Regions from separate parts of the Triticum aestivum genome. Here region 1 is linked to region 2. A link is a contact called in public Hi-C data. All regions are on one chromosome and are shown on one strand. Each heading gives the region's core, a stretch centred on a gene start, on an enhancer-like site or on the middle of the called end of the contact. The rest is flanking DNA. Distances are from core to core; before and after follow the strand shown. Region 1 holds the start of LOC123105424 (DNA-binding protein SMUBP-2). Region 2 holds the start of LOC123105423 (rRNA-processing protein efg1).

Evidence for each region. Hi-C and Micro-C count contacts between places; a contact is called where the count stands out from the background.
Region 1: a contact with region 2 is called in a Hi-C map of leaf, with 8 times the contacts expected there. The contact joins the promoter of LOC123105424 here to the promoter of LOC123105423 in region 2. A contact is called at or near these places in 2 of 5 Hi-C or Micro-C datasets (both in leaf) and 1 of 1 datasets of contacts at active chromatin or transcription factors (leaf).

The regions. Positions count from the first base shown.
Region 1 is chr5A:624,628,160-624,632,870 of IWGSC CS RefSeq v2.1, forward strand. It overlaps LOC123105424 (DNA-binding protein SMUBP-2), which reads left to right and starts at 2,779. Exons shown (of 15, transcript XM_044527483.1): 1 at 2,779-2,954; 2 at 3,047-3,139; 3 at 3,247-3,315; 4 at 3,674-3,763; 5 at 3,854-3,937; 6 at 4,089-4,253. The coding sequence starts at 2,832. It overlaps LOC123105426 (lysine--tRNA ligase), which reads right to left and starts at 2,610. Exons shown (of 17, transcript XM_044527486.1): 1 at 2,423-2,610; 2 at 2,226-2,301; 3 at 2,015-2,092; 4 at 1,750-1,915; 5 at 1,577-1,670; 6 at 1,373-1,458; 7 at 875-957; 8 at 633-713. The coding sequence starts at 2,526.
Region 2 is chr5A:624,407,560-624,412,430 of IWGSC CS RefSeq v2.1, forward strand. It overlaps LOC123105423 (rRNA-processing protein efg1), which reads left to right and starts at 2,371. Exons shown (of 8, transcript XM_044527482.1): 1 at 2,371-2,648; 2 at 4,324-4,453; 3 at 4,561-4,673; 4 at 4,850-4,871. The coding sequence starts at 2,490.

The sequences.
Region 1 (4,711 bases), core at 1,529-4,028, 220 kb after region 2:
AGCGACTCAGCAAATTAAGTTGGTAAAGAAACTGGCATTGTACTATCCTCCACACCCACAACAATGCAAACAAATGGGTGAGATTTAGCAAAGAGGAAGTGGACATAAGATCTATTCCTTATCATATCACATGCCTAAGGGTGCTCATAAAGCCTTCAAAGACCTGCCTAGTGATTTGTTATATATTTATGTCCTCAATGGCAAGCATTTTACTGCCTAAGATTATGTTACATGTGAAAGTAAACTGCAAAAATGTGCTAAAACTGATTACAGACCACGCACAGAAGGAGATAAACCAACAAGGAAGATTAAATATACAAAATTCTATGCTACAAAAAACAATGTTACTATTGGGAATGGGCCTTAATCTATGGTGATGGTTGGTCGATGTTGGGTTTCCCAGGGTCTCTCGAGTTGGGAGACGAAAGCCTAAGCTTATGACACCAAGTTAGAAATGGACCTTAATCTATTCCATGGGCCAAAAGGCCAAGTTCCCTACATGTAAATAAGAAGGAAAATATGCATATAACACCGTATGCAATATCCCTAACAGTTACTACTTGCTTGACCGCTACTCCACATCGCAGAAAGAATTTAGTGCAAGAAAAGTAAGAGTCAGAATGAGAACAAACCTGGTCCCTCAAAACATACTTTTCGATATTCCTACACATTCCTGGGGCCCATTGTGTAGGCACCGCACTTCCTTCACTCTTCTGTAAAATATATACTACTTATGTAAATAGTTCAATTAAGCTAACAACCCAACTAAGACTTAAGTAACCAGAGGAAAGACTGCAGACTGAAAAATAAGTAATGCATGGATGGAAAAACAGTAATTTCAAGAACCAACTTTCGAACAGATTCTGCTTTGTACCTGCCGGGGCATCATATGAAGACAAGGAGAGAGCACAACAAATTTCCGTGGGAATACACTGAGCTCCCCTCTATTGCTTTTTCCTGATGATTAACACGTGAGAATTCCAAGTCATCAGACACAGTTCAACAGCAAAAAGAAACAACCTACATGTATAATTTTGTTAAAGAAAAAGTTAAACAAACCAGCTACAGATATAAGCTATATATACAAATTACAAAAAAAACTATCAATCATAAAAAATACACACTTATTTACTATTTTATAAAGAAAAATAAATTAAAACCACTCTGTCTGATAAAACAAGGTTTGTCCAACCAAGTATGAAATCAGACTGCAAACACAAATGACTGAACTGGCGATGCAGCAGCGTGTTTAAGTAGCTGATTAAGTAGCAACCATGAAAACTCAAAAGCCAAGAACTGGTATGGTTCTTTCAAAGTTAAAATTTGGATGTGGATGTTATAATCAATTAAGTTGCAAGCAAAGCTAACATACCTGGAATTCCACATATACCAACAATATCCCCTCGCTTCACACCAGAATGGAAACTAGAGAATTCAGTATCTTCCAACTCCGAGGTCCTATTAATGGGTAAAAATGTGAGAATGGAAGTCTATACATTTCATGAGATCGGTACTGATAGCAAAATAGACAGGCTGAAAAGTGGCAAGCCATCCAAACAGACACCATAAAGTTTACCTGGCATCAGCCATTACTTGAACCTTCACGCCATCACCATAAAGATCATAAAATAAGAGCTTAGAAGATGATGTTCTCTTGTTCATGATCCTCCCTTTGAAAAACAAAAGCCACAGATCAAAACCATGTCTAATCTCAAATAATACTCCCCAGGGCAATGGAACAATATATACCTGCTAGACACTCTGTAACATCAGCAAGCTTCTCCCCCTCATTAAGGCCCTTGTATTTCTCAATATATCCAGGCACAGAGATGCTAGCTAGGAACTTATGCGGATAGGGGTTGGCACCCCCGGCCTTGAGTGCATCAAGGGTCCTGAGCCTGTTCTCGTAATATTGCTGCAGCAAGAAACACATTGGTCAGAACATCCCGCAAAGGGAAAGAACGCAATTCAGCTAATAGTACGCCAGCAAGAAAGCGGCACCAGTATGACATACAGTAGGATCCATGTCCTCATCATCGGCCGCCGCAGCCGCCTGCTGGGGCGCTCCACCGGCCGCCGCCGCAGCAGCCGCCTACAACAATTAAAAGACACAACACACGGAGATATTAGTGTTTCAGCAAACAAGAAGGGAGCTCTCTCTCAGAGCCCAGCCGCAGAACTGCATCAGAAAAGTAGCACGAGAGAAAAAAGGGTCAGCATCACACCTTGTTCTTCTTCTCTTCCTCCTTGAGCCGGCGCTGCTCCTCCTGCTTCCTCCTCTTCTCCTCTTTCTTCTGGGCGCTGCAAGCCAACAACAACAGCCAACAATCAAGAGCCGGAGCACAACAAACAAGCAAGCAAGAGCAGACGACGACGCGCGCGAAACGGAGGATAATAAGAAGAAGCGAGGAAGGGGGCGCACTTCTTCGAGACCCTCGGCTCCTCGCCGCCGCCACCGTCCGCGGCGATCTCCGCCCCCGCGAGCCTCTCCGCCAGGCCGTCGGCGCCGCCCTCGCCGTCCGCCATGCCGCGCCGGGTGCTAGGGTTTCGCCGAGGGGGAGGGGGAGACACGGATGGGATTGCGGAGTGCAGAGCAAAGCGGAGGCGCGGCGGAGGGGGCCGAGGGGGTTTTAGCTAGGGTTGTTGCTTGGCTCCTGCGCTGCTGCTGCGGTGGGCCCGCATGGGCCTGGTGCGCGTAAGTTTTTCTGACGGGCCGGGCTGGTGTAAGTGGGCCGAGCCCACGTTCCGTCGCTTCTCTCTGTTTTCCTCCTGCTGTGGGGTGGGACCGGAGGCGGCTGGGCTTAGGCGAAGTCATCCGAGGAGCGGCGGCCATGGAGGAGCGGAGAGGAGGCGGCGGCGGGGGCCGGGGCTCCGGCAAGGGGCCGGCGGCGGGGAAGATGATGTCGCTCAACGAGTTCGTCTCCTCCATGGCGCCCCTCATCGACCTGGAGAAGGTTTGCTCCCCGGCTCCGGCCCTTCCCCTCCCTGTTGTTTCGATGTTGGAATGGGCTGCGATGATGAGCTGCTGCTGCGGCTTGGTGCGCAGGCGGCGGAGATATCGGCGGAGTCGGAGGCGAGCTCCAAGAGGAAGGAGAGGCGGGGGTCCGTCATGCCCAACCTCAAGTGCACCGACGCCCAGGTAGGTCGGAGGTTAATTTGGCTGGCTCCATTGCTGACTCGAGTGGTGCGCAGGTTTGGTTGGCGCTAATCTTGCTTGCTCTGTGTTACCTTTCGTGGGTAGAGTAGACGGGGCTGATGGGGAAGACGCTCCTGGAGTTCCAGCCCAACAAGGGCGACGTGCTTCCACCTCACAAGGTGAGCTTGCTTGTACTTTCCCCTCTTCTCAGTTTGGCTGCTTGCGAGGGTACGATTTCTGCAACTCTGGTTAGAAACTATTGCTGAAAATGTGGTCTGGATCGCTTACCGTCGTACATATGCTGTGCAAATCGTCTCTTATATGCCTTTATTATGCCACTTGAGTAGTGTAATCTATCTATGCATGAGCATGCAATGTTATTAATCGCTGAAATGTCTAATCAAATACTTGCATAGTTGCACTTGTCAAGTTCATTACGAATCACATCTCCGGGACTTTTTTGGGGTTAGCACTCTGTTTCTTTTGCTAGCTGCACTGATCTTGCTTGTTTATGTCCCCTCCCCTCCGCTGTTCTAGTTTGGGACGCACGACGTGGTTGCCCTCAAGCCAAACAAAGCAGATGCTGGATCCCCTGCACTTGGGCAAGGTGTAGTTTATCGCTTGAAGGTATCTTGCTCTGAACCAAGGGTTGTTGGCTATCTAAGTCTTTGCATTGTAGTAGGCATACTGATTGCAGTGTTGTGTCTGAACAAACAGGATTCTTCCATTACCGTCGTTTTTGATGATATTCCTGAAGATGGATTAAATAGCCCTCTCCGTCTTGAGAAGCTTGCGAATGAGGTACTCCAAAAAAAATCCGCATGGTTTCTGTCTAGAATTTCACAAGCACAGCATATTTTTCACCTAGCACCTCTTTGTTTTTTAATCCATGATCCATTATTTTTTACTTGCACACCAGCATTATCATACCGTTTATTAATCCCTCTTGTAGGTTACTTACCGCAGGATGAAGGATGCATTAATTCAACTTAGCAAGGGCATCCAAGCAGGACCTTCCGCAAACCTTGTTCCTGTGTTATTTGGAGAGAACTCACCTATGCGTTCCAAGGATGCCGTGAAGTTCAGTCCATTTAATAAGAATTTGGACGACTCGCAGGTTAGACTTTAAAAAAAAAAATCTTCTGTGTTGCTGCCTATGTTCCATTTCAGTTCTGGCCCACCCAATTTGAGTAGATAAAAAAGAATATGCTATTAGGACCTACTGGTGTTCATGAGAAGTCTAGAACAGTTAGGTTTAACATCTAATTTGCTAATGTTGCTATCATATGCTTAATTGCATTACATGAAGTAAATCATATATGAGGCAATGATTTGGTTCCTTATCATTATAAAGAAGGGAATCTGTTTTTTTGTATAATCAATCTTGTGGTGAAAGCTGCAAACTGACCCACACCCAAATGGGACCCAACTTGCAACTCTGGGATGCATTTCGTAATGTTCCACATCATAACACCACAAAGAATGCTGTTAGGCTTTGGTACCTGCCTTGTAGGAGTGCCAGAGAGAAAGCTTTTAGTGAATTGATTGTTGGAGTATTGAAATACTATTGTACAT
Region 2 (4,871 bases), core at 1,121-3,620:
CCACGTGGAGTACGTCGTCGGCAACCCCAACCTGGTACAAAATGTTTCAGATCATGCTTGACTCGAGCACAATCGCTTCATCCATCATGGTATTGGAGACCAAGTTATAGTGATGTTCTTAATATGACGTCATGATAAGGCCTCCTTTGGTTTGGAGGAATTTCATAAGAATTCTAGAGGATAGGATTCTTATAGGATTTTTTCCGTTAGAGCCCTTTGGTTCATAGGAATGGATTCCTATTCCTACGTAGGATTGGTTCCTATCCTTCACATTTTATAGGAAAATAAAAAAGAGCCTAGACTCAATGGAAAAATTCCTTTGGTGTCAACCAAATGACATCTTGTTTTCTATTCCTACTCATATGATTTGAGATACATGTCATCTCATTTCCTACAAGATTCCTATTCCTATGATAATCTTATCCTATGAACCAAAAGAGGCCTAAAATGAAACCTCGTTTCAACCCCTTAGGATCCGCTCCTGTTGCGCCGCGCAAAGCATTCGGCCTCCGTTAGAAAAAACATGTGCTTAATCCATCCTTCTTTGGATTCAGTTTTCCAGAAATTGATGGTAAGGGTAATAATCGCTGTTGCAAACACGTTGGAACTTGCACCGTCTCGCCACGTACGTTCTGCCTTCTATCCCACTACATGTACCATGTCGCGACTGCCACCATTTGCCGCAACCCAACATGTCCGAAAACAAGAGACACTTAGGGCGTGTTCGGCAATGACCCAGCTTCACAGAACTCCGGGGAATCAACTTCTCCTCCTCGCTTCTCACTCCAAGTAGCGAACCCAGGAACGTTCGGGAGCCAGCGACAGCTTCTCGCGGAGCTGCAGCCCAGCTGGAGGGCAGTGGCCTGTTAGGAGTGCGTTGGGCCGCTGGATGCAGCCCATTTCGAGGGAGAGAAGAGAGATTGTGTACCAAATCGTTTTTCTTACGAGGAACCAGCAAATCGTTTTCTTTAGCGGTGGCAGATCGTCGGTAATATCATCCAACTCTCGCTTTTCCTTTCGGTGGAGCTGGGCTTTCGTTGCTTCTCATTTTTGCACTATGGGATCCCTCGGCTTCTCGTTTCCAGCTTCTATGAGCTAAACCGTTCGGTACTGCTTCACTCGAGGATTTTGAGAAGATAGAAGCTGGAGGAGATCAGAACAGGCCCTTAGGCAATGAATATGGGGCTCCAGAGTCTAAGACAGGCTTGCACCGCTCTATCCACTGTAACACACTGTTTATGTATCGATGACCTCATCCGCTCACATTTCTAAAACTTCCTTTTCCCTCGGACATAGGAAAATGGTAATGTAAACATGTATGGATGATCTCATCCGATCACATTTCCAAAACTTCCTCCCCCCTCGGACATGGGAAGATGGTAATGTTTAGTATCCTCAACCCCACATTCACAAGTTGGACACTGAGCACTAACCTTGACATGACGATTCGCCAAAACAATCGAAGGGGAAGGTTACCATATGGGAGAGACTTCCGTAAAAAGAAGATACCTTCACTCCAATGGAATAGTAAGGTCACATACTCTTTCTGTACCCGGGTTAACATTGATGAGGAGGATGTGGAGAGGACGACGAGGGACTCGGCTAGTGAGGAAGTGTTGATGAATTAGATCTTGATTCCAAGTGCCTCGGCCTGTGAGCAATTCAGAGACCCGACACATCCTGTATCTTCCTTGGGGTGACATGGGTTTGTATGACGGGGGACTCGGCAATCATGGATCGCTCCAAATATGAATGCTCCGACCATTGCCGACCCTCGAAATCAGCCCATTCTTCAAGACCTCTAGACCGTAGGTGATCACCTGCCAAGTTGATGAAGCATTACCTACAAACATTGTATCTCCCAGACAACCATTCCCACACCTAACCAAGTCTCAAAATATGTAACACATGGGGTTGTTTGGTTCTTACCCAAGCTGCCAAATCATGGGCGCACCAAAAAATATTGACGGGCAATTCGGCCACCTCGTCTCTCTAGTGAATTGACGAAAAATAGAGGGGAAAAACTGAAATAAGTTGACATGCCAAAACTTTGAAATCCATCGAGAAAAGACGTAAAGTCTCAAGTCAACGTTAATATTTTGGCTGGGCAGACGAGGGCTCCTATCCGAAGAGCCCCATGGTACTCTGCCAAGCACAAGCTCTTTGTTGACAAAGATCACCAGATAAGGAAAAGATTTCAGGCAGCTGACGTGTCACCATTTGAGTACTACCAACAGTTCTAGGTCACCACACGAACAAAATAAGAACAGTTGTGGGTCACTGACAGCCCGGCCGGTGACGGCAACGCTGAAGCGCATCTGCGCATGGCAGGCCGAGCATTGTACTGTACATGGGCGGGCAAAACGCTCGAGAGTTAAGACCGAGCCGGCCCAACCCAACCGAGGAACCCCAGGGCCATTCAGACGTCACCCCGCACGCCACGCACAAGCGACGACCCCTTCCTCCTCTTCCGCCCTAGGGTTCCGGCCATGGCGCACGGCGGCCAGCCCCGCCGCGCCCCGGCCGCACGCCGCCCCAAGCCTTCGGCGTCTGCCCCCGCCCCCGACCGGAAGCGGAAGCGCGCCGCCACCTTCAAGACCGCTACGCTCAAGAACCAGATCCGCTCCACCGAGCGCCTCCTCCGCAAGGTACTGGGGCTCTCCCCGCCCGCCTGTGGCTGGCTACCTTCCAGCAGCCGCGTCTTGTGGACTGGTGATGCTTGTTATGAGTCCAGCAGTGCTTGCTTGGGCTTCGTTGATTAAAAATATGGCTCGATTAGTGTCGATTGCCAGTTGCTAGTGTAGGGATTGCAGTCATTGATGGTTCTCTGGTGCCTCATTTTGCTTGCGGTTGGCTGTGTTTAGTGCCAGCTCTAAGGGTTTCAACTTTCAAGAGGGTTAGTGCTGTAGCTGGCTTGATGATGCTTGCTTTGGTACTGGTATATGTCCAATGTTGCTTCAAAACCGTATTATCTGATGCTGTGTAGGAAGCCTTAGCTAGATACATCTGAAAATTTTCAGGAATAACATGTGATTGCTGTTCTCTATTTGGGAGTACAGTCTTGGACTCTAGATCAATGATGAGCGGTTTATTTATCCTAGCTTAGCAGGTCGCCCTAATTTTCTGAATAACAAGCTTAGCAGTTTATTTATTCAGAAGTGCAGATAAAACAGGACAGTTTAGGAATACTAATAAGGTGATAGAAACATGAAAATGCAGTGTAAATATGATCTTAGTTTTCTTCTGCCACTGCAACTTCAATCTGAAGCCGCCAAAGAGTATGCCCTGTCACGTTTGGGCATGATCTGCCCCCCTTATTGGAAATCAAGCAAATGCACTTTGACTCTGTTGTAGCTTCCTTTGTATTCCTGAGTACAATACTTGCATCTGAATCGTGCAATTCCTCCACCTCCTGCACCTCCTTCTAAGACGTCCACGTGATTCCACAAAGGCCTGTTACATATATATATTTTCCGGCACATCCTAAAACAGCGCGAGGCATATACAACATTAGACAATGAGAAGACCAACTTCAGCAGGCAAAGAACTGAAAGGGTCAAGTCTCAACTGACCATGGCCAAGAAAAATGTTGTCTATCTGGTCGGAGCCTGGGAGTAAATGAAGGAGAAAAAGGCGGCGCTCAAACCCGTTGGGTGGCGCAGTGGCTAGCTCTTTTTTCTCCAGTGCAGCGACAGATGGGCGGAGAGGGAGCACTGGAGGCTGGCCTCCTTCCTCGCGTGGAGGGCTGGAGGCGCTTAGGTCAAGGGGGAGGGATTAGGGGTGCCGGAGCTCAAAATGGTGGAATCAGTGATGGTTCTCAGATGCGGGGAGGGAGCACCGGAGGCTGGCCTTCTTCATCCTTGCTGGTGTGGCGGTGATCAGGTAGGGCCAGTGCGGCGGCTCTCTGGTGGGCATGGGGGCCAGCGGGGTGTTCTGTATATGGATGGAGTGTAGGGTTTTTACGTATTCTGGAAAGGTATCCCAGTTTTTTTTTTTTGGAAAAATAGAAATTCCTTTGACACGTATGAGATACATATTTGTGCATATCTGAATGTATCCGAGTATCTGGGCCTGATACACTGGTTTTGGGCCATATCCATGTTTCCAGACCTGGCATGCACGATGTCTAATGTACATACATATGTTTTGATTCACACTAATCCAAATTAAAGAATACATGCTCAAAGCTTTTCCAAAATGACAAGTTCTGGCAGACTTGGGGCCTCTTCATATGTATCTGGTGCCATTTTGCAGAACACATCTTAGCCTTAGCCCTTCATACATTTGAGCCCTGTATTGAGATGTTTCATATTTTATCTACAGGACCTTCCTAATGACATGAGGGTGGCTCAAGAGAAGAAATTGGAAGAACTAAAGAAACGGCAAGAGAATCAGACTCAAGAGGCCATGCAACGAACAATACAGTTGAGGGATAGAAAGATAAAGTTTTTTGGTCGGTGGTCTCTTATCTCTGTTCGTATTCGTTTCTAGTGTCCTTTGTGACTGTGTCTGCCTGTATGAACTTATCATTTTCTTGATGTGGGTATTCTAACTTCACAGAGAGGCGAAAGATTGAGAGGATGATAAGGCGTCTTGACAAACAGCAACGGATAAATGCTGATGAGGCCAGCAACAAGCTGGCAACATTGCGAGAAGATCTTGAATATGTTAGAGTAAGCTCACTGATGTTCTTTCTCTTGCTTTCTGAACCATTTTTTTGGCATGGGATTTAGTATATTTCTTTAGGACCAAGGAGTATCCTCGGTCTCCATCATGGCTGGTACTTGTTCTAGAATCATTGAGCCTGCTTTAATTTTCATCTAAAGGTTATTTATCTTTGGTGGTGCAGTTTTTCCCAAAGGAAGAAAAAT